Linked DNA regions of Mus musculus: regions 1, 2, 3, 4 and 6 are each linked to region 5. The links are chromatin contacts, called in public HiChIP or PLAC-seq and promoter capture Hi-C maps. All regions are on one chromosome and are shown on one strand. Each heading gives the region's core, a stretch centred on a gene start, on an enhancer-like site or on the middle of the called end of the contact. The rest is flanking DNA. Distances are from core to core; before and after follow the strand shown. Region 1 overlaps Kcnq1 (potassium voltage-gated channel, subfamily Q, member 1). Region 2 overlaps Kcnq1 (potassium voltage-gated channel, subfamily Q, member 1). Region 3 has its middle 19 kb from the start of Ascl2. Region 4 holds the start of Ascl2 (achaete-scute family bHLH transcription factor 2). Region 5 holds the start of Cdkn1c (cyclin-dependent kinase inhibitor 1C (P57)). Region 6 overlaps Kcnq1 (potassium voltage-gated channel, subfamily Q, member 1).

Region 1 (3,266 bases), core at 555-3,054, 340 kb after region 5:
GAGGCTGCTCACTGCTTTTGGTCACCAGGAACAGCCTTTCTAGAAACCCAGAGCTCTCCCCCAGGCACTCACTCCCAGGCAAGTGTAAATGTCAGGGGAGGGGTACAAGAAAGATAGTAACCCTGACATGACACCCCTGCCCCTGACATACACACCCATACCCTTGTCCATCTTTTCCTCTTCACAGGAACACCACATCCAATCAACCAACACACCCACTGATCCAGACATGCATCCACCCATGCATCCTGTGATAGTCTAACACTCCAACTTCCTGAGCCCTAGAAGCCGGACTTGGGAGCAGGGGCCACATAGAAATAGCCATTTAGTATTTGTGGACTGCCACACTGCCCACCCAACACACATGTGCACACATGGAAATATGGACTCCCATCTGGGCCTCTCCTACTCAGTGAGTGTCATGGAAGCTATCTGGACAGAGTTAGAGGCAAGCGTGTCTCAGCCCTACTCCAGATCAGCTTATATGGTTGCCATAGCTTATCTCCTCTAAGCTCTGGAGAACTGCCTCTCTACAGACCTTATTTCCAGAATATTCTCAACATTTACAAGGAGATGACTAGTTCATATGTCCACTTAGAAATAACTCCCTCCAATGCCAGAGACACAGAGGTGTTGGGCAGTGAGAGGGTAGCCTTGGGGGCCTTTAAATGGTCATACATAGCAAGATGAGGAGCCCAAACGCATGATCACATGACCTGTTAGCATCCCTGAGATAGAGGCCCAGACCCTATCCACATGTGGGGAAACAGCCCCAAAGCAAGGTGACCTCCCAGGCCACACAACCCCAGTACGAAGTCTCTGGGATGGTGCCACACCCATCTCAACTGCCGCCTGCCACTACTACTTGCTCAGGAGAGGACATTCTGCAATCCAGCAAAGGCGAGAGGCCAGCTCTGTGTACATGAAGACTTCCTGTTCTCCAGTGTCACCTGAGAGACCAAGTTCCACAGCTGTACCACTGATTCCCTTCCACAGAGTCCCCCCAGAAAGATGGCCATTGTATCTGTCTGCTCAGAGAAACACAGGCAAACCATGTTGCCTTTGCTGCCTGGGCCTGTCTTTTGTCTATCGTCTTCCCAGGGACTAGGTCACTTGAGGGTCACTCGCCATTTCCTGCTTTCTACTTGGCTGGGAGGATCTGGGTTTTATGGTTTCTCTGGAAACCTCCACTGTGTACTGCATACAGAACCCTAGAAGGTGAACCCACAACTTGTCTGGGTGCTCAGTGAATCCCAGCCTTCCTGGGATCAGAGAGCTTTGTGAGAGTACCAGGCAGGGCTCCTGAACTATGAAGCTAGTGCTGCCAGTCATTGGTAGCCAGGTGTTCAATCTGGTCTGACTCAAAGACACCAAATTTCCTGTGTGGTTTTGTACACATCCCTGGCCTTCAGGTTCTCACAAAGAATAACCACGCCCATCTGGCTAAAGCAATTCTAGGACCCAGATGTGGTGTGTAGACTACAGCTCCCCCGCTGAGCCATGGAAGGAAGGCAAGCCATATTGGATTCTGTCAGCCCTGAATCACCTAGCCAGGGTACAGAACAAGAACACAGGCTTTCCTGAGACTCTCGCCTGCATAGAGGGAACTGTCTGAAAGCAGGCAGTCTCACTGCTCAAGGAGGGGCAGAACCATGTGGGTGACAACAGGTAGCAATCCACTCCAGGCTGTCCTCTAGAGGACCTGTGGAGTAAACAGCAAACTCACTGTGCCTGGGCCAAGCACCATGATATTATAGCCCGTCCCCAGAGAGGGAGAGAGGGACTCTGTAGGAGTGACCCTACAGAACAAAAACCACCTCAAAGACTTTTATGCATGCCTCATTACTTGGAAACTGGGAAGGGCCTGGCCAGTTACCAAGTGAAAAACTTCAGGCAGGGGGGAGGAGGAGAGAAGAGGGAGGAGGAGGAAGTAGGGAAGGTAAAGGGAGGTGGGGGAAGGGTTAGGGAGGGGGAGGGAAGTAGGAAAGGAAGGAAGAGGAGAGGAGGGGGATGGGAAGGGGAGAAGGAGGAAATGGAAGGTGGGAGGAGAAGGGGAGAAATAGAGGAAGTAAAAGCATGACAGGAGAGGAGGAGTTGAAGGGGTGGGGAATCCTTGCCCACTTTCCAGACAACGATCGCTGGACTTCAGGTCAGCACTGAAGGCAGCTGCAAGCCTTGGCTGTCTACAGATAGGACCACAGACTTGCTGTATGGAAAGTTGAAAAACACTAGGCATTTCTTCCCTTTCAAGAAGTATAAGATAGAGCCAGGGGTGGTGGCACACGCGCCTTTAATCCCAGCACTCGGGAGGCAGAGGCAGGCGGATTTCTGAGTTCGAGGCCACCCTGGTCTACAAAGTGAGTTCCAGGACAGCCAGAGCTATACAGAGAAACCCTGTCTCAAAAAAGCAAGAAGTGCAAGATAGACACCAGACCATAGGAGATATGTAAGTGGCTTCAGCCAAAGTCAGGTGGCTTCTCTGACTTAGAAATGTGATCTCCACCCCCACCCCCACATTCCTGGGGGCCTCCAGCAGGGCCAGGGCAGCTGTAAGTAAGCTGTAAGCTTGTACATCTTCCAAGGTTCACCAACAGCCCTCTGGTTTTCCTCCCCTGACTCTTGCCCTAACATTTCTACATCCCTCCTGTCTCCTCACAACTCTCTGAGCCAGGTGGGCATGCTACTGCTCCTGAGCACTGGTTAGCTCCCCAATGTTAGTCCTCCAGAGTTCCAGGTCACATGAACAGGGCCAATTCCAGGCAGCACTCAGCTCCTATGCTCATCGCCACATAACAACTTTGTAAGCACAGATACGATGGGCCATTCTGGTTAGGTCCCTTCAAGTATTCCCAGAAGCCTGGCCTTCCCATCTCCCTGCCAATATTACAGGGCTGGCATGAAGGAGCACTAGAGCACTGGGCATAAGCCTCAGTCTATCTGCTCCATCCCTGCATTTTCCTGGCATCCTGTCCTCAGGGAGCAAGGGAACTGACCACAGAAGGATCATAGCCACCTCACCCTCTCTCACTGGGCAGAGCCAGTTCACACAGCAGACATAGACCCAACAGGTGACACCCACTGCAGAATGGAGCATACCCTCGAGCAAGGTAATCTCAAACTGGGTTTTGCAATTTGTTTAATCAGGACCCAAGAGAGGGCACATGCTACACACTCTCCCAGTCCTTCTACCCATCTCTCCTCCCCTGCATATTTCGGTCCTTAGGCCTACAGGTCCCCTCCATCTTAACTTGCACACCTCAATTCCA
Region 2 (3,221 bases), core at 325-2,824, 260 kb after region 5:
AAAATCAAAACACTGGGCAACACATTCCAGGAAGGGTGTGTGTGTGTGTGTGTGTGTGTGTGTGTGTGTGTGTACGTGAGTATACATGTATACGTGTGTTTGCATATGTGTATGTAAGTGTATGTGAGTACGTGTGTACATGTGTGCTTATGTGTCTGTGTTTGTGTGTTTGTGTATTTGTGTGTGTCAGTGGGGGATTAACAGTATACCTAGAACACAACCAGAAGTCACGGGGCTCAAGAGATGGGTCCACATGAGACAACAGTCAGCAATATATTTAAAATATAATCCTATGGGGACCATAGAAATTCACAGCCTGCCTGGATTGGAGTGGAGTGCATCCAGCAAGCACCTCTGTCACTAACAGCTTTGTGAACTGGAAGTCAGAGGTGCTGTTTGACACACATCAGCAGACCTACTGTGTGTGTGAGAATACTCAAGCCTTACCCACAGTGGCTACTAGTGTGGAGATGCCCACTAATCCTACATTGAGTCCTTAAGATCCCTATGGACAGCAGCAGTCAAGTTACCAGGGTCAGGTTCTCTGGACCTGAACTTGGACAATGGCTTCTCCATCAACCAGGGCCTTGGGTCTTGCTTTGCACTTCTTCCTTGAGCCTGGATATCAATCCCTCTGGGATGCTAGTAAGTTGAATGGCATGTGGCTTGAGTCCTCCAAGAGTGAGAGACAATACTTCTCAGGCCTATATGGTCCCCTGAACCCTCTCTGTTAGCATTCTGTCCCCTGTAAAGGTACAAGATCCTGGCAAGAGTGGTGGGCCTTTGGGGGAGTTGTAGACTTCTTTCTGCTTTCCACAGTGTTTCTTTACAGGAGGCACAGACCCATTTTTACTGCAGGGTAGCCTGAGCCCTAATGCTACCATAAAAAGACCCCTTACTTTACCTGCTTCCACCAGTCCAATTCCACCACACCTGCACACATCTCTTAGGTGAGCTTAGTAGAGTGTCCTTACAGGGGAGGTCCCCGCATGATTCTGGGTCTCTGCTAGTCATCTTTAGTTGGGACCAGCACTGCAGCTCACTTCTACCCACTGTATAGTAAAAGAACACTATACAGGTAGATTTTTGCACACCATGAACAGGTAAGTGTCCTCTGCAAGGACAAGATGATGGCTTCCTAGTTCTCATACACAAATGAGGTCCAAGTCCCGGTTTAGCCTGGCACTAGAAGTCAGTGTGTCTGCTTGGGATCTGCCTCGTGGGAGCAGGCACTCTGGGGCTTTCCCAGTGATGGCAACCCTCCCTCCCCGCCTGGGATTAGCACCTCGTCTCTATGCCAGAGTGCTCAAGATTCCCAAGAGTCTCTTGGGTGAGAAGATTGGGGTGTATCAGGTAACCTGTGAAGTAAGGGTTGCCCCAGATCCTTAGAGGGGCAAGACCAGTGGCTCGGTCTCTAAAATCTGGTGGCTCTGGACTAGGCTGACTTATCACATTAACAGAAAGAGACGACACGGTGTGGGAGCATTCCACAAGCAGTGCTGCTTTCTCTGCTCGTGCACCTCATTAACATGCCGCAGACATCACTGCGGACTTCATAACACTAAGCAGGCTGAATGGACGGCAGGGACACTGCTGCCCCGTATTCAGAAAACATCGAGTGATGCTTCTCCTGGGCAGGCACAGGGCTGCATCCCTGCCGCCTCTGCTCACGCCCAACCTGCCCATTAGCATTAGCAGAAAGCCCCTATTTGCATTGAGACAATGGTCCTACCCCTGAAGCAGAGCTGCAGGGGCACTGGGCATTTGTTGGCACAATTGCCCTTTGTGCCCGCTCCAGTGGGCAGGCGGGGAGTATGTCCCAGGGGCTCATGGAGATGTGGCCAGCCCCGAGCCAAATCCCCATGCCATCTGATGAGGACGCAGCAGCTTGGCGCTCAGTAAAGTGGGGCCCAGGCTGGGTCCTGACAGACGGGATGCCTAAGATAGCCTTCGAGAGCATAGAACAGCCATGGCCCCTTTCTTGAACACTTCCCACCCTCCTGCCAAGATGTGGTGGTGGGAACAATGACACGGGACACAGATCAGCTGCCCTTAGAGAAGCTGGACTTGGTAGGCTGGGGCCCAGACACTTGTTAGAAGAAAGATGAAGAATAATACTGTTGGTCACCCTCTGCTGTACCTGAAACTGTCCTTACAACTGCCAATGAGCTGGAAGTTTCTGGAGGATCCTGGAGCATTCTACTTAGTCACAAAACATTCTGGCAGGTCCCAGGCACTGGGAGGAAGTCTGAGAAGGGAGAGACACACCTACATGACAGCAGAGTGGAGGGATAGAGTGTCAACTCAGGAGACACTGCTACACACACACAGTTGGTCTCAACCCTTAGTTCCCACTCTACCAAGCATCCAACATCAGTGCCTCCTTCTTGCCAGGCACAAGACCTGGCCATTGTGGCACATGAGACTGGACACTCAGTCTCTAACAGGACACTCAAATGAAGCCTTCCCATGGAGCCTGGGATTCTTGAAGGTAAGCAGAACAATTCTGAATGAGAGGCAAGATTCTGATGGGAGAAACCAGGACCTTAGGAGCCAGCTCTAGGTAGTGGGTTGCCTATCATTGCTGTAGCAAACAAGTATTCAGGTAGGATGGGGAGAGAGGATGAGGTGAGCATTGGTGCCTTTGGCTCAAGCTTCCACCTCTCCATCTGGAAAAGGGCTCTCTCCTGACCTCAAGTACTGAGGTCCAACTATCACTTATTGTGCTTTTAGTCAGGTGCCCCCTCCACCCAGGACTGCATCTTGGGCAAAGTCTCTCCTCCCTGCCTTTGGGAGAGTGGTTCCTGGGCTGCCCCAATTCATGGGTACTCTGATCCCTTAGATAAAATGGCATAGCATTTGCGGAGAACCTGCTTGTACGTCTTCATGACACCTCCCGATTCTTTAGAAGAGGAACTTCCACGTAATAGTCTGTAAACAGATTGAGTCAGAGGATGAAGAACCTGTGGATGCTGGATGTCTGGACTATTTGCCTTAGCATACAGTCTTGGGAGGAAACAGCCAGCAGGACAGTGTAAGGGGCTTCCCAGGAGATGCTGAGCAAAAGGTATACGGTGACATGGGCCACATCCCAGGCCTAGCTCACAATCTAGCTTACTATCTCGATACCCATACTTTTCAGGGGAAGGAAAAGACCAGAACAGTTCAAACTTGAGTTATAGACAGCTGCTAGAGTCATTTACCCTGAGGTGGGCACTGAA
Region 3 (3,231 bases), core at 551-3,050, 510 kb after region 5:
ACATTAATACACACTTAGTTTCCTGGTGAGCTTTTGTTTGTTTCTGGTGGTGGGGTACTACTTAACATCCATAATATCCATGCCACTGGGAATAGAGATAATTTTATTTCTTCCCTTAAAATATATATGTTTTAAAAATGTTATACTGGTTGAGCCTTCCAGTGAAAAATGTAAAGTCAGAGAGGCAAGAGAGAAACCCCATGCCTTCTCTAATCATAAGGAGAGCACCACTGTGGTCCTTCACCATTGAACATGCTAGCTTCCTTTTGAGATCCTAGTTATTATTTTCAGTGCTAGGGGCTTAATCTAAGACTCTTGCACATACTAAGCAAGTATACTAGCCGTCACTGACTGTAACCTCAGTTCTTTTTCCACTTGAAAAAATAATGTAGTGTGTGTGTGTGTGTGTGTGTGTGTGTGTGTGTGTGTGTGTGTGTGTGAAGTTCTCATAGTGACCAGAAGATGGTGTCAAATCCCTTGAACTGGAGTGACAAGACAGTTCTGAGCTTCCATGTGGGTGCTGGGAATTGAACCCAGGTCCTCTGCAAGAGCAGTAAGTGTTCTTGACCACTGAGATATCTTCTTGACCCCATGGATTTTTTTTTTATTGTACCATTTTGTTCCCATTTTTGGCTTATTAAAGTCAATCTTTCTATTTTGTTTTGTTTTGAGATTTTGAACCTAGGATCTTGTGCATAGTGGGCAAGTACTCTAGTACAGAACTACATCCCTAACTCTGGTTTATTTATACCCCCTTGATAAAAAATTTGCCTTGGATTTTATTTTATATCATAACATATTATGCAATATCACACATACACATGTGCAAACACAAACTTAGTTATTTAATCAATGGCTACCAGATAATAATATCACACTGTTTTATGTATCATGGTAGGAATATTTTTAAAGATTGGTTCTTCTTCTTCTTCTTCTTCTTCTTCTTCTTCTTCTTCTTCTTCTTCTTCTTCTTCTTCTTCTTCTTCTTCTTCCTCTTCCTCTTCCTCTTCTCTCTCTCTCTCTCTCTCTCTCTCTCTCTCTCTCTCTCTGTGCGTGTGTGTGTGTATGTGTGTGTGTGTGTGTGCCACCTGTGTGTAGGTGATTGCAGAATCCAATAGATGGTATTAAATCCCCTGGAACTGGAGTGGCAGATGTTTGTCTGCACTCTTCTTCTAGGCTTCTATTCTGAGATCTCAATTAAATATGCGTTAGAGTTAAATATCAAAGCTCTGTCAGTGCAGGAGGATGGGGGTGGGGCGCCGGTCTGTTTTTATGGCTATCCCTGTATTTCCATGTCCTGTGGACCCAGCCTCCTCAGAGTTCCTCCTCCCCCTCCTGCTGTGGTTCCGGGGTGCACAGCTCACTCCTCACCACAGGTTTGTGGGCTTCTAGAATTCCCCGGATGGGCTGTTCTTCGATGGCACCCTAAGCTGGATGGTTTTCTTTCTCCCCCTCAGGGAGAGCCTTCTCTCTGCAGTAGCAAGCAGCTTTCCCCCCAGGAGCAAATAAACTAACTGGCTGAGTTTGCGCCCTGGGCAGTGTGTTAGTCACCTTTCTGTGATTTTGCTTCGACAAAATACTTGAGAAAAACAACTGAGAAAGGATTTAGTTTGGCTGGTGGTTTTAGTCTCCTGGTGGGGTGGGGACTGGCTGCATTGTTTCTTGGCCAGTTGTGGGGGTGGGGGGTGGGGGTGGGGGGAAGACAGCCTCGTGACAGAAGGGTGTGGCAGAGCAGACCTGCTCTAGTCAAGGTGGTGGGGAAGCAGGAAGCAGAGTGAGGACAGTGCTGAGGCTAAGTATACCCTTTAAAGTCACACTTCCCAGTGACCTACTTCCCCATCCAGGCCCCTCCTCCTAAGAGCCCAGCTAATTGTGAGTTCATCAGTAGATTCACCCTTGGATTTAGTCAACTAATGAGCCAATCACCTCTCAGTAGTGTCATTAGCTTGGGGCCAACTCTGTAACCCCTTTTTTGTTGGGGGGGGGGATATTTAATTGAAGAGCTATGGACACTTGATGTCTCCTGGGAGAAGGAGAGTCAGCTATCTATCTATCTAAATATCTATCTGGAGTCAAAGGGTTATTTAAAAAAAAAAAAAAACAAAAAACCCAGCCAAACATCATGGTGACACATGCCTTTAATCCCAATACTTGGAAGGTAGAGGCAGGCAGATCTCTGTGAGTTGGAGACCAGTCTGGTCTACATAGAAAGTTCCTGAACAGTCATGGTTACATAGAAAGACCTTGTCTTAAAAAGAAAAATTAGACAGGAAGTTGATGGGTGTGGGTTGGGAAGATGGGTGGATCTAAGGAATTAGGGGGAAGACTTGGGGGGGATAATTATGATCAAAATGCATTGTATGAACTCTCAAAGAATTAATACGAATATTTTTAAAGTAGCTATAATTCAAGGTTGTCTTGGGTCTGGATACCAAGGGGTCCTGGACATTGAGTTGCAGGGCAAGACCACAAGAGACAGGCAGCTGATCAACTATGTCCAGAGAGCTGCAGTGTGGCCTGACTTCTGTCAGAGAGAGAGAGAGAGAGAGAGACAGACAGACAGACAGACAGACAGACAGACAGAGAGTCTTTAAAGGATCTGTAACCTGACACACAGTATGGGGGATCCCAAGATACCCACTAATCCCCTTTGTAAGTATCCAAAGATATGCATGGACACTCTCAGTGGGTGGTGGCATGTATCAATGCACTCCAAATTGAAGCAAACCTAAGCTGCTTAGGTTTCTGTCAACTTGACACAAGCTAGAGTCATCAGGGAAGAAGGAACCTCAACTGAGAAAATGACACCATTTTTTTTTTCTGGTAGGCAAGTCGGTGGTGCATTTTCTTGATTAAAGATTTAGCTCACTGTGGGTGGTACCACACCTGGACAAGCGGTCCTGGGGTGTGTAAGAAAGCTGGCTGATCAAGACAGAACAAGCCAGTAAGCAGTGTTCTTCCATGGCCTCTGTTTCAGTGGCTGGCTGCCTTGAGTTACTGCTGTGACTTCCCTTCCCGATAAACTGTAAGATGAAATAAACCCTTTCCTCTCCAAGTTGCTTTGAGCCAGTGTTTTATCACAGCAAGGGAACCTAGAAAGGGAGTGGTGTAAGATCCAGGAAGATGGGGAAGTTAGAGGGTTCAGAAGCAGCAAATAGTAACTGACTAGAGGCGCTGCCTACAAGCTGGGCAGGGAGCTCCAGTGACACAGATTTTTGTGAGTTATGGCCC
Region 4 (3,509 bases), core at 230-2,729, 490 kb after region 5:
AGGAGACTCTCCCACCACCACCCCTAAATGGAGGAAAAGTACAAAAAACAACTTAGGGAAAGGCAGGGAGGAAACAGGGCAGCAGTGGTCTCCGTACAGTGAGGGTTTGCAGATCAAACCTCCTCAGGGCACCAGGATACAAACTGTTTCCATCTCTTCTGTATATGTGTGCATGCTTGCGTGTGCAAGGATGAGCACAGCAGTGTGTATGGAGGTTGGAGGATATCTTGGATGTTGGTCCTTCCCTTCCAGCCTGTTTAAGATAGACGTTGTTGTTCATTATTGCAGTCCTGGGGCTAGCTGGCCTGGAAGTTTGAAGGAATTCTCTTCTTGGCATCTTGGGTTTCTATGGGTTCTGAGGATTTGAACTCAGGTCCTCACACTTGCACAGCAAGTGCTTTACTTAACAATCTCCCCAGACCAACTGGATTGCTCCAAACAGCAGAGAAGTGACTAGACTTATCCAAGTGCTCTTAGCAGACACCCGGGAAATTTCGACTCACTGCCCACTTCCCACAGCAAGGTTATCAAAAGGCTGGATTAGGATGATACAGCCTTGACGAATCCTGGAGAGTCATGGAACCTGCAGGCAGCCCCACACTGGCAGTACATGCTCCAAGGCAGTGCGAAAGCAGAGAGAAGCCTGGTTTTGGTAGCCCTCCCCCAGTCGGATATTTACAAAGAAAGTAACTCCAGGTTACTACCCACAGGATAGACCACTTGAACCCTATAGGTCTTGCTTGGCTCCCAAGCACCTACCTAGTCCTTTGAGGGAAAAATTGGGCTTGCTACGGCCTTGAGAGCACACTTCTGGGACAATGGGGCAAAACTGAGACTTTGACAAGGTCAGTGCATTTCCCTTCCCCTTCAACCTTCCCTCCACCGGCCTCAGGGGAAGGATGGGACTGAGAGGTCTGCTGGAATCCGAAGAAGTGTTATTGAACAAAAAGTCCAGGAACCGAACAAAAACTAGTCTGGGTAGATTCACCATTAGGAAAAGAGACCCAGACTTGGAGAGCTGGCTGTAAGGTGCAGATGGGTGACAGTGTGAGAAAGGAGTGGACTTGATTGTATTCTCTCAGGTCAGGGCAACCGGTCCTGGGGATTCTTGAAAACACAGAGGCATGGGGTGTGCATGAGGGGCTAAATGGGTACAGGTGCCCAGGAACATGAAATTTCCCATTACTGGTCTGAACCACTCCTCAAGCCCTTCTCACACTCAAGGGGCACAGGTGTGCTCCTGCAATGCGTGGACACCGGGTCCTGGTGGAGGAGCAGGGTGGGGCGGAGTGGGCGTGGAGCCTTGTGCGAGACACTCCCCCATCTCTGGAGCCACGCGCCAGGCGTACGCTTCCTTCTGGCCCCGGCATAGGACCGCGCCAATTGTCATTGGCCAAACGGGCGATCCCAGATTGGCTGAGACCCCGGCTCCCGCCTCCTCCGCCAGGGGGAGGGACGTGGGTGCGGGTTTGAGGCTCGTGCTACCCTAGGGGGTCGCGCTCTTCTGCCTCCTACCTCTTGGTCACCGCAAAGCTTGGTCCGGTTCTTCATCCGGCTGCAAGCGCTAGGTGTGCGGAGACCTGGCAGCTCTTGGGGCTTAAGGGCTGAGCACCAGGACGGGTGGAGGTGCCTGTAGAGTACATTCGGACCCTCTCTCGGACCCTCTCTCAGCCCCTGAGTGTGCGGGACCTGCGGAGCGCAGTTCGGGATCTGCACTCGAGGATTTTTCGAGGACGCAATAAGCTAAGCATCTGCCCGGAGCATGGAAGCACGTCAGTAGGCCATGAACTGCACCCGGGAGGGGTGGGGGTGGAAGCGCACGGTGTCAGCTTTGCAGAATGTGTACGCCAAGGGGAGGGTGAAGCGTGGCGGGAGGGCGAGGCGAAGGAAGGAGGGCGTGAGAAAGGAGGCGGTGGCGGGCGGAGGAGAGTTATCTATACTTTTTAAAAAAAAGGAGCCGCTTGAGCCGCGTAAAGGGAGACTTGGGGAGCGCCTGACAGCACGCGCGGGACACGAGAGTACCACGCTTCCCTACTCTTTCAGACCTTGACTGGTACGGGGTCCCAGGACTGCAGGAGGCCAGCGACGCGTGCCCTAGGGAGTCCTGCAGCAGTGCCCTGCCTGAGGCCCGTGAAGGTGCAAACGTCCACTTCCCACCGCACCCGGTTCCTCGCGAGCACTTTTCCTGTGCCGCACCAGAACTCGTAGCAGGGGCCCAGGGGCTGAATGCAAGCTTGATGGACGGCGGCGCGCTGCCCAGACTCATGCCCACCTCGTCTGGAGTCGCTGGAGCCTGCGCTGCTCGGCGGAGACAAGCGTCTCCGGAATTGCTGCGCTGCAGCCGGCGGCGGCGATCTGGAGCAACCGAGGCCAGCAGCAGCTCGGCTGCCGTGGCACGCCGCAATGAGCGCGAGCGCAACCGCGTAAAGCTGGTAAACTTGGGCTTCCAGGCGCTGCGGCAGCACGTGCCGCACGGCGGCGCCAACAAGAAGCTGAGTAAGGTGGAGACGCTGCGCTCCGCGGTAGAGTACATTCGTGCGCTGCAGCGGCTGCTCGCAGAGCACGACGCGGTGCGTGCCGCGCTCGCTGGGGGGCTGTTAACACCCGCTACTCCGCCGTCCGATGAGTGCGCGCAGCCCTCTGCCTCCCCTGCCAGCGCGTCTCTGTCCTGCGCCTCTACGTCTCCGTCCCCGGACCGCCTGGGCTGCTCTGAGCCTACCTCCCCGCGCTCCGCCTACTCGTCGGAGGAAAGCAGCTGCGAGGGAGAGCTAAGCCCGATGGAGCAGGAGCTGCTTGACTTTTCCAGTTGGTTAGGGGGCTACTGAGCATCCCACCCCCCTAAGGTAAGTTCCAGGACGGCGGGGAGGCGAAGCAGTAAGGGAGACACGTGGTGGGCGGGCCTGACACTTAGCGCCACGGGGACCCTGTGCAGCCAGGACTCAGCTGGGGCGATCACTTGGATTTCGCGCACGCTTCATTTTTCCTCAACCTTTTTCAAGCCTGAGCAAGACCGGCGTTTGTTTGTCCGGGATTGCAAAACTTCCTCTCAGAGCTCTGCTGTGGGTGGGGGAAGGGGAGGCCAGGGGAGGGGAGCGGCCTCAGGGCCGGGCCGGCGAGGTCCCAGTGCTGTCAGAGCCTGGCCGAGTCGGGTGCTGGAGGCGGGGTGAGTTTGCATTGCAAATCGCGTCCTAGGCCGGGGTGCGGAGTGAGTCGGCTGGAGCGGGCCCCTGAGTCACGGCGGGCAGGTTCTGAGCGTGCGCCCCGCCCCCGTCGGCGCCTCTGAGCGGATCGAGGCACCCATGAGTTGAGACTCCAAAACTAATCAAGCAAACGAAACTGCCTACTGCGCCTTGGGAGGTGGGGCGGTGTCCGTACACATTGACACCTTTTATCTTCTTCACAGCTGCATCCCTGGGTGACTCCTGGTGGACCTACCTGCTTCTAGCCCAAGAAACCTGGGCCTATGCCTTACCCATGCTGTCTAGTGCAGCCTGACCAAATGCCAAGTG
Region 5 (3,653 bases), core at 696-3,195:
TGGAGGGCTAGATGGGGAACTTAACCCTGCTTCTGGAAGCAGTGTGCTTACCAGGTCTGTTGATGCTAGCTAGCATTGATGGAACTTCACCGTTACAGACTTGTGGAGGGCTCACTTTAACCTGTGTGGAGACGGACAAACAAGCAGATGAAACGGGAATATGAAAGGAGAAAGCAAGTGATGCAAGCATCCTGGGGTAGGGATGCCCAGTGAGGCAGCCTGCAGCACAGATGATCTATCTGGCTGTCTAGACTGCTTCTCCCAACAAATAGGGCCCAGTAGCTCCACACCCCAGGGAGCACGTTCAGTCAGTCCTCTCAGCAGCTTTGGCCTAGGTTGTGGGCAGGGTGGACCTTCTCTAGCCTCGACAGCTGCAGCCTGGATATTTGGACTGTTGGGGAGACCCTGGAGGCCAGGTGGTCACAAATAAGTGTGGAGTGTGGTCCTGTGACCAGGGTCTCTGAAGAGGCCCATGTGGCTTTGACACAGGGACAGAACAAAGCCCTGCCTCCTTCCTGCCCTGGGCTAGTGGATTTTAGCTTTTAGTGAATGAGGGGTTCATGAGGCCCCTTGAAAGCCCTCATTAGTTTTATTTTACTCAAGAAAATTACTGTGACATACCAATGCCCTGAGAGATTTGTAATATGGTGTACCGAGAAAAAGAAATCCTTACAGGTCACAGGCTCTGGTCTCTCCACCAGAGCAGCTTCCAAACCCCGTCTCTCACCTGTTCCAGGACAGTCTGGCCCCTGGCTTCAGGGTTTGACTTGACTCCCGGGTTGGCCCAACTTACCTAACCCTGTAAATAGGGTTCTGTCTCAAAAGTCTCACAGGCATCTCTGCTGGGAGCTGAGAGCTTGGGGCTCTGCAGGGCCTTTCAAGTATGTCCGGAAGTCCTGGTTCCCCAGGGCGGGGGGAGGGGGCCAGCTCCTGGCACATGCCTGAGTCACCTTCTCGACTCCCTGCCCTAAATAATGAACTCCTTTTGGCGGCGGTAGCGGAGGCAGCAGGGGCGGGGGGCGGGGGGGGGGCTCTGTCAGGCCATGTCGGGTGTGTTTGTGTGAGTATTCAGGGCCCCACCAAGAGGCACTGCTGTGGAGGAGGGGTCATTCTCTCTTTTCTAGCATAACTACTTCCAGCCAACTAAGGTAGGCAGAACTGGGGGTCGAATATGGCCTGACCCAAACCTAAGGTCCTAGGCATCTATCAGTGATGTAGGTACAGGCTAGGATGGGCCCAACTTGTGTCTCATCTCCCGGGTAGGTGGGCCTATTATAGACCAGGCTACAGATCTTTTAGATCTCTACAGTATTGTTCCTCAGGAAAAGAATGGATGTGACCCCTGTCTCTAACTCCGTGATAGAGGGTCTTAGGGCCAGCAGGTGTGCAGATGCCTCGAAGGCAGATACTTAGGCCTGGGTGTAGAGGGTGGATCCAGCCACGGTACTGCCAGGACCAGGACCCAGCTGGTAGTAGTAGGTTAAAGCCCTAATCAGTTGGTGCAGTCCTAGGGCTAGCGCGGGCTGCGGGGACCGAGGGACCTTCACCGACGTCGGCATCGCCGAGGGGCTGTGCCCAGCTCCATGGTCCGAGGGGGCGCGCGCGTCGCGGCTGCGCGAGCCCCCGCCTGCAGACAAAGGAGCCCGCGGGGGGCGGGGGGGGGGATGGGGCGAGGGGGAGGGGCGTCGCGGTGTCACGTTACCGCCCGCAGAGCTCTTTAACTCGAGCCCCGCCCCTTGTCCCGCGCAGCCCGCTCGCCGTGCGGCCGCCAATCAGCGCCCGCCCGTCACCCGCCCCGCCCGGCCCCGGGGGTGTGTGCGCGCAGCCAATGAGCGTGGCGCGGGGGCAGGGCCTCTGTGGGCGGGGCGGGCTGCACCCTCCAATCGCCGCGGTGTTGTTGAAACTGAAAATACTACATTATGCTAATCGTGAGGAGGCCCGCGCGCGCGGGGGTGGGGCCAGCGCGTATAAAGGGGCGCAGCGGGCTGGGCGTTCCACAGGCCGAGTGCGCTGTGCTCGAGGGGTGCCGGCTAGGCCCGACTGAGAGCAAGCGAACAGGCAGGCAAGCTCCGAGGGGGCGCGGCCCAAGCTGGACAGGACAAGCGATCCAGACGCAGGAGCCGTCCATCACCAATCAGCCAGGTAGCCGCTGCGTCCTTAGGCAGAGGCGGACGCGGGCTGTGCAAGGGGTCTCACCCACGCCCAGCCTCCGCCCTCCTCCTCTCCCCTCTTCCTTCTCCTCCCGTTCCCTTCTTTCTCGCTGCCCGCGTTTGCACAGCCTTCGACCATGGGCATGTCCGACGTGTACCTCCGCAGCAGAACAGCGATGGAACGCTTGGCCTCCAGCGATACCTTCCCAGTGATAGCGCGTAGCAGCGCCTGCCGCAGCCTCTTCGGGCCTGTAGACCACGAGGAGCTGGGCCGCGAGCTGCGGATGCGCCTGGCCGAGCTGAACGCCGAGGACCAGAACCGCTGGGACTTCAACTTCCAGCAGGATGTGCCTCTTCGAGGCCCTGGTCGTCTGCAGTGGATGGAGGTGGACAGCGAGTCTGTGCCCGCCTTCTACCGCGAGACGGTGCAGGTGGGGCGCTGTCGCCTGCAGCTGGGGCCCCGGCCACCCCCGGTGGCCGTGGCTGTCATCCCGCGTTCTGGGCCGCCGGCTGGCGAGGCCCCCGACGGCCTAGAGGAGGCGCCTGAGCAGCCGCCCAGCGCCCCAGCCTCGGCCGTGGTCGCGGAGCCCACCCCACCCGCGACCCCGGCCCCGGCTTCAGATCTGACCTCAGACCCAATTCCGGAGGTGACCCTGGTCGCGACCTCCGACCCGACTCCGGACCCGATCCCGGACGCGAACCCGGACGTGGCGACTCGGGACGGCGAGGAACAGGTCCCTGAGCAGGTCTCTGAGCAGGGCGAGGAGTCGGGTGCTGAGCCGGGTGATGAGCTGGGAACTGAGCCGGTCTCTGAGCAGGGCGAGGAGCAGGGCGCAGAGCCGGTCGAGGAGAAGGACGAGGAGCCGGAGGAGGAGCAGGGCGCGGAGCCGGTCGAGGAGCAGGGTGCGGAGCCGGTCGAGGAGCAGAATGGGGAGCCGGTCGAGGAGCAGGACGAGAATCAAGAGCAGCGCGGCCAGGAGCTGAAGGACCAGCCTCTCTCGGGGATTCCAGGACGTCCTGCACCCGGGACTGCTGCGGCCAATGCGAACGGTGCGATCAAGAAGCTGTCGGGGCCTCTCATCTCCGGTGAGCCCCGCACGGCCCCGCCCCGGCCCGGCCTCGCTTTGTCCGGCCGGCCGGGCTCTCCCTCGCCCTCGGGGGCCTCGCCCGGTCCCCGCCTCCTCCCGTGGCATTAAAGGGCCCGCGGCGCTTAGGGCGCGGTTGCGCCCGCACCCCTTTCCTACTGGTAGGGGTGCAGCTAAGGCTCCCGAGCGTGCAGTGGGAGGGCGAGCCTGGCCGCGACCCACTCGGATCGCGGTCTTTGGCTCGGGCCGCGGGAGCCCCTTAGGGAGCCGTGTGTGCGGCATGGAGGGGGTTAAGTGCGGCGGCAGCCCCGGGGGGCTTGGCCGCGGGACAAGGGGAAATGCTTACACAGCACATTGCGCGGCGACGTAAACAAAGCTGACCCGCCGCGGACCTCGGCGCGGGCGGGGATGGCGCCCC
Region 6 (3,455 bases), core at 15-2,514, 280 kb after region 5:
GAATCAAGCAAGGGCACGGGCAGCAACGGATGTGAAATAACTCTCCTAGGTCAATTCACACAGACCAGACCTCTCCCAATGTATCCACATACACTCTGAAGTCAGAGTGCACTGAAAGGGAGGCTTTACAAGCTAGAGAAACCCAGGCTGTCATCCAGGTTACTTACTGCAGTGGATGGACAGATCAACACAAAGGTGGATGGATAGAAGAGGAGATGGGTGAGTGGACAAATGGATAGGCATGTGAGTGGATGGATAGATGGATGAATGGAAGAATGGATGGATAGGTAGATGGATGGATGAATGAGAAGGTGGGAGGATGGGAAAGTGGAGAGATGGACAGATGGATAGATGGACAGATGGATGGATGGATGGATGGATGGATGGATGGATGGACGGATGGATAGATGGATGGGTGTGTCGATGGTTGGTTGAGTAGATGAATAGGAAGGTAAATAAATAATTGCAGGTGACTGGTGTGAGAACCAAGTTAAAAAAAAAAAAAACAAAGTGGATCCATTAGCTCTCTCAATAAAAACAGACTCAGCCTCTGACCATGATTTATAATTCAGCTAGCAGCAATCTTGGGGCCTTCCCAGTCTGTGACAGCACTGGGTGAGAGCAACTGTACTGCTTTGTGTTCACACAGCCTTGACACAAACTGAAGGGACGGTCGCTGGCGGCCTGGCAATCACCATGAGAGAAGTCAAGGTAAGCCTGGGGCCTTGCCTTTGATTGGTGAATAGCCTCTCCTTCCCTAGCCTTCACTATCTGCCTCTTCAATGAAACACCCAAAGACCTGTCACATGCACAGTATCTGGAGGGTGAGGCATTGGCTGGCTTGCTATGGCATAGTGATGTCAGAAGGTCTGGTCTGGGATACCCATACTCTGCTGCCAGTTTCCGTTCTCTCCCAGCTCTTGCCACAGGGTCATTGTCAGGGACTGGCTGCCCTGAGTGAGAATCCCCTTCCTGCTTGTTCCACCCCTGGGCAGCTCAGGTCTGATCCTCAGTCCTGCTATGGCGTGAAAATGTGAGTAGCCGCACCACAAGTGGGTGATGGGAGGATTTGAAATAAGTATACATTCCATGCGAACTACAGCCTATGGTGGCCTCCAGGTCTCCAGCCCTGTCCCAGACCTGTTCCCCAGCTCCCAGCCAGCCTTCTTTGGTATGAGGCCCTTGGGGAAGGCCTGGGGTGAGGAGGTGAAACCACTCCCACATATGTTAGGGGACTGTGCAAAGCCACAAACCCGAGAAGCCACAAAGCATTGTGCTGCTCAGGCCTGCTTCCAGCTGGCTCCCTGCCTGGCCTCCCTCAGGAGCCTGGCCCTGGAGGGAACTTCCTCTTTGAAGGGTGACACATGCTGGCCCTGCCCCCACCTGTCGGCTGCTGGAGAGTCCACCATGAGTGAGGGCTGAATACTGCACATCATATATAAATGCTTTTAATTAAGACAAAATAGTACACCACCTGGCTTGTGTTTTGGGCATGAGCAGTGACTGATGGAAGGAGTGAGCTTGGGAGATCATAGCTCCTTCCTTGTGAGAAAAGCATTTGGCCCATGAAGTGAACTCATTGGGAATGGGGGGGGGGTGGCTATGTGTGGGAGAGCGAGAGAGTGCTGGCAATGATGGGCCCAGTTTGGCTGAGCATACCAGGGAGGAGCCATAGTCTCGTTCACTCCAGTCAGAGCTCAATATTGGCCTGTTGAATGAATGAATGATGAGTGAATGAATGAACGGGCAAATGAACAATCTCTGAGCAGCTGGCTTGCAGGGATATTGATTCATCTTTGTTTCTTGAGAATCTGGGTCTGTAGGGCTGTTGCCCAAAGTACTGTGTGTATCTTTGGCCAACATGAAAAACATACTCCCAATCCCCAGCACAGGATATGACTTCATGGGAGACAGCATGCCTGACCATGAGAAGTCCCAATATTTAGTTACAGTGCTAGCCCAGGCAGAAGGCCTCTGTTCCAATTTCATGGCCATACATCACCCAGCTGGCTGATCATCTAGTGAGTTTCTCTCATTTGCAGATGTTTGTCATTATTCAAATATCTCCTTAGCAATGGCTTCTGATGGCTACAGGTGCCCCCTGACCTAGTACTTGGAGGGAAACCCATTTTGGAATTGGCTATGTGAAACAGCAAGATCCCCTTACACAGATCTCCAATTCAGCATGTGAACACAGTGTGAAGCCTGGATTCAGCGGACTTGAGCCCCTTCATCCCCTGAAAATGTCTGGCTAGTTATGTCCAGGGCAGGCCAGGCTGAGTTAATCAGTAAGGCTCAGGGGCTTCTAGGAAAGAGACATAGGAAAACAACCCTGTCCTAGGTAGAATGTAGCCATATCTAGTGTTTAGACAGAGATAAAATGGTTTTCACCAGCTTTGCACATATACTGGACCTAGGAGGAGTAGCCCTCAGACCAAAGGTCACACTGGAACTCCAGTGAAGAATTAGCATTTAGCAGTAGTGTGAGTCTGTAGGAGACACACTGTGGGGGACAGTTTAATTCAGGTAACAACACCCTAGTCCATAGCAGGGTTAGTGGGGCGAGCTTAGCCCTTGTATAACAGACCACAGGGTTGATACCAGCTGTTGTTCCAGCATAGTCACCCCTGCTCAGTCAGGGCCAGGCCTGAAGCTCACCTGTCTTATAGACATAATCCAAATGCAACCCCAGTGTTGAATGATAGGCCTCAAATTTCTCAACAGAACACATAAATACCTGTTACCCCTCCCTCACCCCCATGCCTGCTCCTGCTGTCCACTTGAGGTCAAAGGTTATGGGCTATCACCCAAAGGGTCTCATGGCCCAGTGCACCCAAAAGCCTCCCTAGACCCCAGACACATTGCATCCTCTGGGTTCTCCATGTCCTCAGAGGCTTAGTGTGTGGGGTGTACTCTCACCCCCACCTTCCAACCCCTTGCCTATTTAGACCATCCCAGCATCCCCCAGACCTTGTAACAGCCACCTAAAAAGCTAGCATGCTCCCCCCACCAATAAAAGTACCAGCCTAATGCACCAGTATTGTCCAGCTCCCTAAAGGGCCTCCCTGAGAAATCCACATGCTGCTGCCAGAACCAAGGACTCAAGGCCAGGGGACATTGATGGAGTGTGGCCCTGAGCTCTGTCCCAGAGATATAAAAGAAAGGGCTGTCCTTGGGCCAATGAGCTTGGGCTGAGACAAAAGGCAAGAGAACACAGTGGCCCCTCCCACCATGACCATTGTTCCCTGTACTAGAGTTAGGCTAAATCCTGGCTGCAGAGGGCTTTGTGGCTGAGACTCCTGCGTCAGGGATAAACAGCGAGCACAGAGCCTGCAGCTTTTCCTGTATCCACCAAGGCAGGAACCCTGTGCCTCTTTCTATACACAGGGAGGAAAGCCCATGAGAATAGGAGAATACCTGCCCAAGGATTCATGGGAGGAATAGACTGACATGGG

What was found. Promoter capture Hi-C pulls out the DNA fragments that hold promoters and counts their contacts. HiChIP or PLAC-seq counts read pairs in DNA pulled down with a chosen protein or histone mark.
Region 1: an H3K27ac HiChIP or PLAC-seq map of embryonic stem cells shows a contact between it and region 5, with 8 times the contacts expected there. The contact joins the enhancer-like site here to the promoter of Cdkn1c in region 5. A contact is called at or near these places in 5 of 39 promoter capture datasets (the HPC-7 cell line, embryonic stem cells, liver and 1 more), 1 of 15 datasets of contacts at CTCF or cohesin (embryonic stem cells), 32 of 484 Hi-C or Micro-C datasets (B cells, bone marrow-derived macrophages, differentiating embryonic stem cells and 5 more), 29 of 115 datasets of contacts at active chromatin or transcription factors (bone marrow-derived macrophages, cardiomyocytes, craniofacial prominence and 13 more) and 5 of 9 other capture datasets (adipose tissue, embryonic trunk, liver and 2 more).
Region 2: a promoter capture Hi-C map of neural stem cells shows a contact between it and region 5. The contact joins the enhancer-like site here to the promoter of Cdkn1c in region 5. A contact is called at or near these places in 15 of 39 promoter capture datasets (the 3T3-L1 cell line, the C10 cell line, HPC-7-derived erythroid cells and 8 more), 5 of 484 Hi-C or Micro-C datasets (the HL-1 cell line, LSK cells, bone marrow-derived macrophages and 2 more), 16 of 115 datasets of contacts at active chromatin or transcription factors (bone marrow-derived macrophages, craniofacial prominence, embryonic basal ganglia and 12 more) and 4 of 9 other capture datasets (adipose tissue, liver, macrophages and 1 more).
Region 3: a contact with region 5 is called in an H3K4me3 HiChIP or PLAC-seq map of embryonic stem cells, with 21 read pairs. The contact joins the enhancer-like site here to the promoter of Cdkn1c in region 5. A contact is called at or near these places in 9 of 39 promoter capture datasets (the 3T3-L1 cell line, the C10 cell line, the SN4741 cell line and 5 more), 4 of 115 datasets of contacts at active chromatin or transcription factors (embryonic forebrain, embryonic stem cells and stem cell-derived neural progenitor cells) and 2 of 9 other capture datasets (embryonic stem cells and liver).
Region 4: a promoter capture Hi-C map of embryonic stem cells shows a contact between it and region 5, with 10 times the contacts expected there. The contact joins the promoter of Ascl2 here to the promoter of Cdkn1c in region 5. A contact is called at or near these places in 20 of 39 promoter capture datasets (the 3T3-L1 cell line, the C10 cell line, the HPC-7 cell line and 11 more), 2 of 15 datasets of contacts at CTCF or cohesin (embryonic stem cells and large pre-B cells), 8 of 484 Hi-C or Micro-C datasets (embryonic stem cells and reprogramming fibroblasts), 8 of 115 datasets of contacts at active chromatin or transcription factors (embryonic forebrain, embryonic midbrain, embryonic stem cells and 2 more) and 2 of 9 other capture datasets (embryonic stem cells and liver).
Region 6: a promoter capture Hi-C map of neural stem cells shows a contact between it and region 5. The contact joins the enhancer-like site here to the promoter of Cdkn1c in region 5. A contact is called at or near these places in 25 of 39 promoter capture datasets (the 3T3-L1 cell line, the C10 cell line, the HPC-7 cell line and 16 more), 13 of 484 Hi-C or Micro-C datasets (8-cell embryo, the C10 cell line, the CH12 cell line and 10 more), 17 of 115 datasets of contacts at active chromatin or transcription factors (bone marrow-derived macrophages, craniofacial prominence, embryonic basal ganglia and 12 more) and 3 of 9 other capture datasets (adipose tissue, liver and pancreatic islet).

Annotation. Positions count from the first base shown.
Region 1 is chr7:143,118,234-143,121,499 of GRCm38.p6, reverse strand. The region is part of intron 1 of Kcnq1 (potassium voltage-gated channel, subfamily Q, member 1); the gene reads right to left. Among named protein-coding and RNA genes, the nearest start is that of Kcnq1, 13 kb to the right of the region's middle. Within about 2 kb of position 1,804, at least 49 of the 459 cell types and tissues checked have an H3K27ac peak or open chromatin away from gene starts, as enhancers often do. A contact at or near this core is called in bone marrow-derived macrophages, embryonic stem cells, induced pluripotent stem cells and 1 more, where this site is marked.
Region 2 is chr7:143,196,709-143,199,929 of GRCm38.p6, reverse strand. All of the region lies in intron 10 of Kcnq1 (potassium voltage-gated channel, subfamily Q, member 1), which reads right to left. Among named protein-coding and RNA genes, the nearest start is that of Gm28821, 58 kb to the right of the region's middle. Within about 2 kb of position 1,574, at least 17 of the 459 cell types and tissues checked have an H3K27ac peak or open chromatin away from gene starts, as enhancers often do. A contact at or near this core is called in neural stem cells, where this site is marked.
Region 3 is chr7:142,948,315-142,951,545 of GRCm38.p6, reverse strand. No RefSeq gene overlaps it. Among named protein-coding and RNA genes, the nearest start is that of Ascl2, 19 kb to the left of the region's middle. Within about 2 kb of position 1,800, at least 14 of the 459 cell types and tissues checked have an H3K27ac peak or open chromatin away from gene starts, as enhancers often do. A contact at or near this core is called in embryonic stem cells, where this site is marked.
Region 4 is chr7:142,967,234-142,970,742 of GRCm38.p6, reverse strand. Ascl2 (achaete-scute family bHLH transcription factor 2) reads left to right here and starts at 1,479. Exons shown (of 3, transcript NM_008554.3): 1 at 1,479-1,772; 2 at 2,044-2,843; 3 at 3,404-3,509. The coding sequence starts at 1,763. The coding sequence ends at 2,825.
Region 5 is chr7:143,459,342-143,462,994 of GRCm38.p6, reverse strand. Cdkn1c (cyclin-dependent kinase inhibitor 1C (P57)) reads left to right here and starts at 1,945. Exons shown (of 4, transcript NM_001161624.1): 1 at 1,945-2,142; 2 at 2,279-3,200. The coding sequence starts at 2,288.
Region 6 is chr7:143,178,785-143,182,239 of GRCm38.p6, reverse strand. All of the region lies in intron 2 of Kcnq1 (potassium voltage-gated channel, subfamily Q, member 1), which reads right to left. Among named protein-coding and RNA genes, the nearest start is that of Gm28821, 40 kb to the right of the region's middle. Within about 2 kb of position 1,264, at least 62 of the 459 cell types and tissues checked have an H3K27ac peak or open chromatin away from gene starts, as enhancers often do. A contact at or near this core is called in neural stem cells and pancreatic cancer cells, where this site is marked.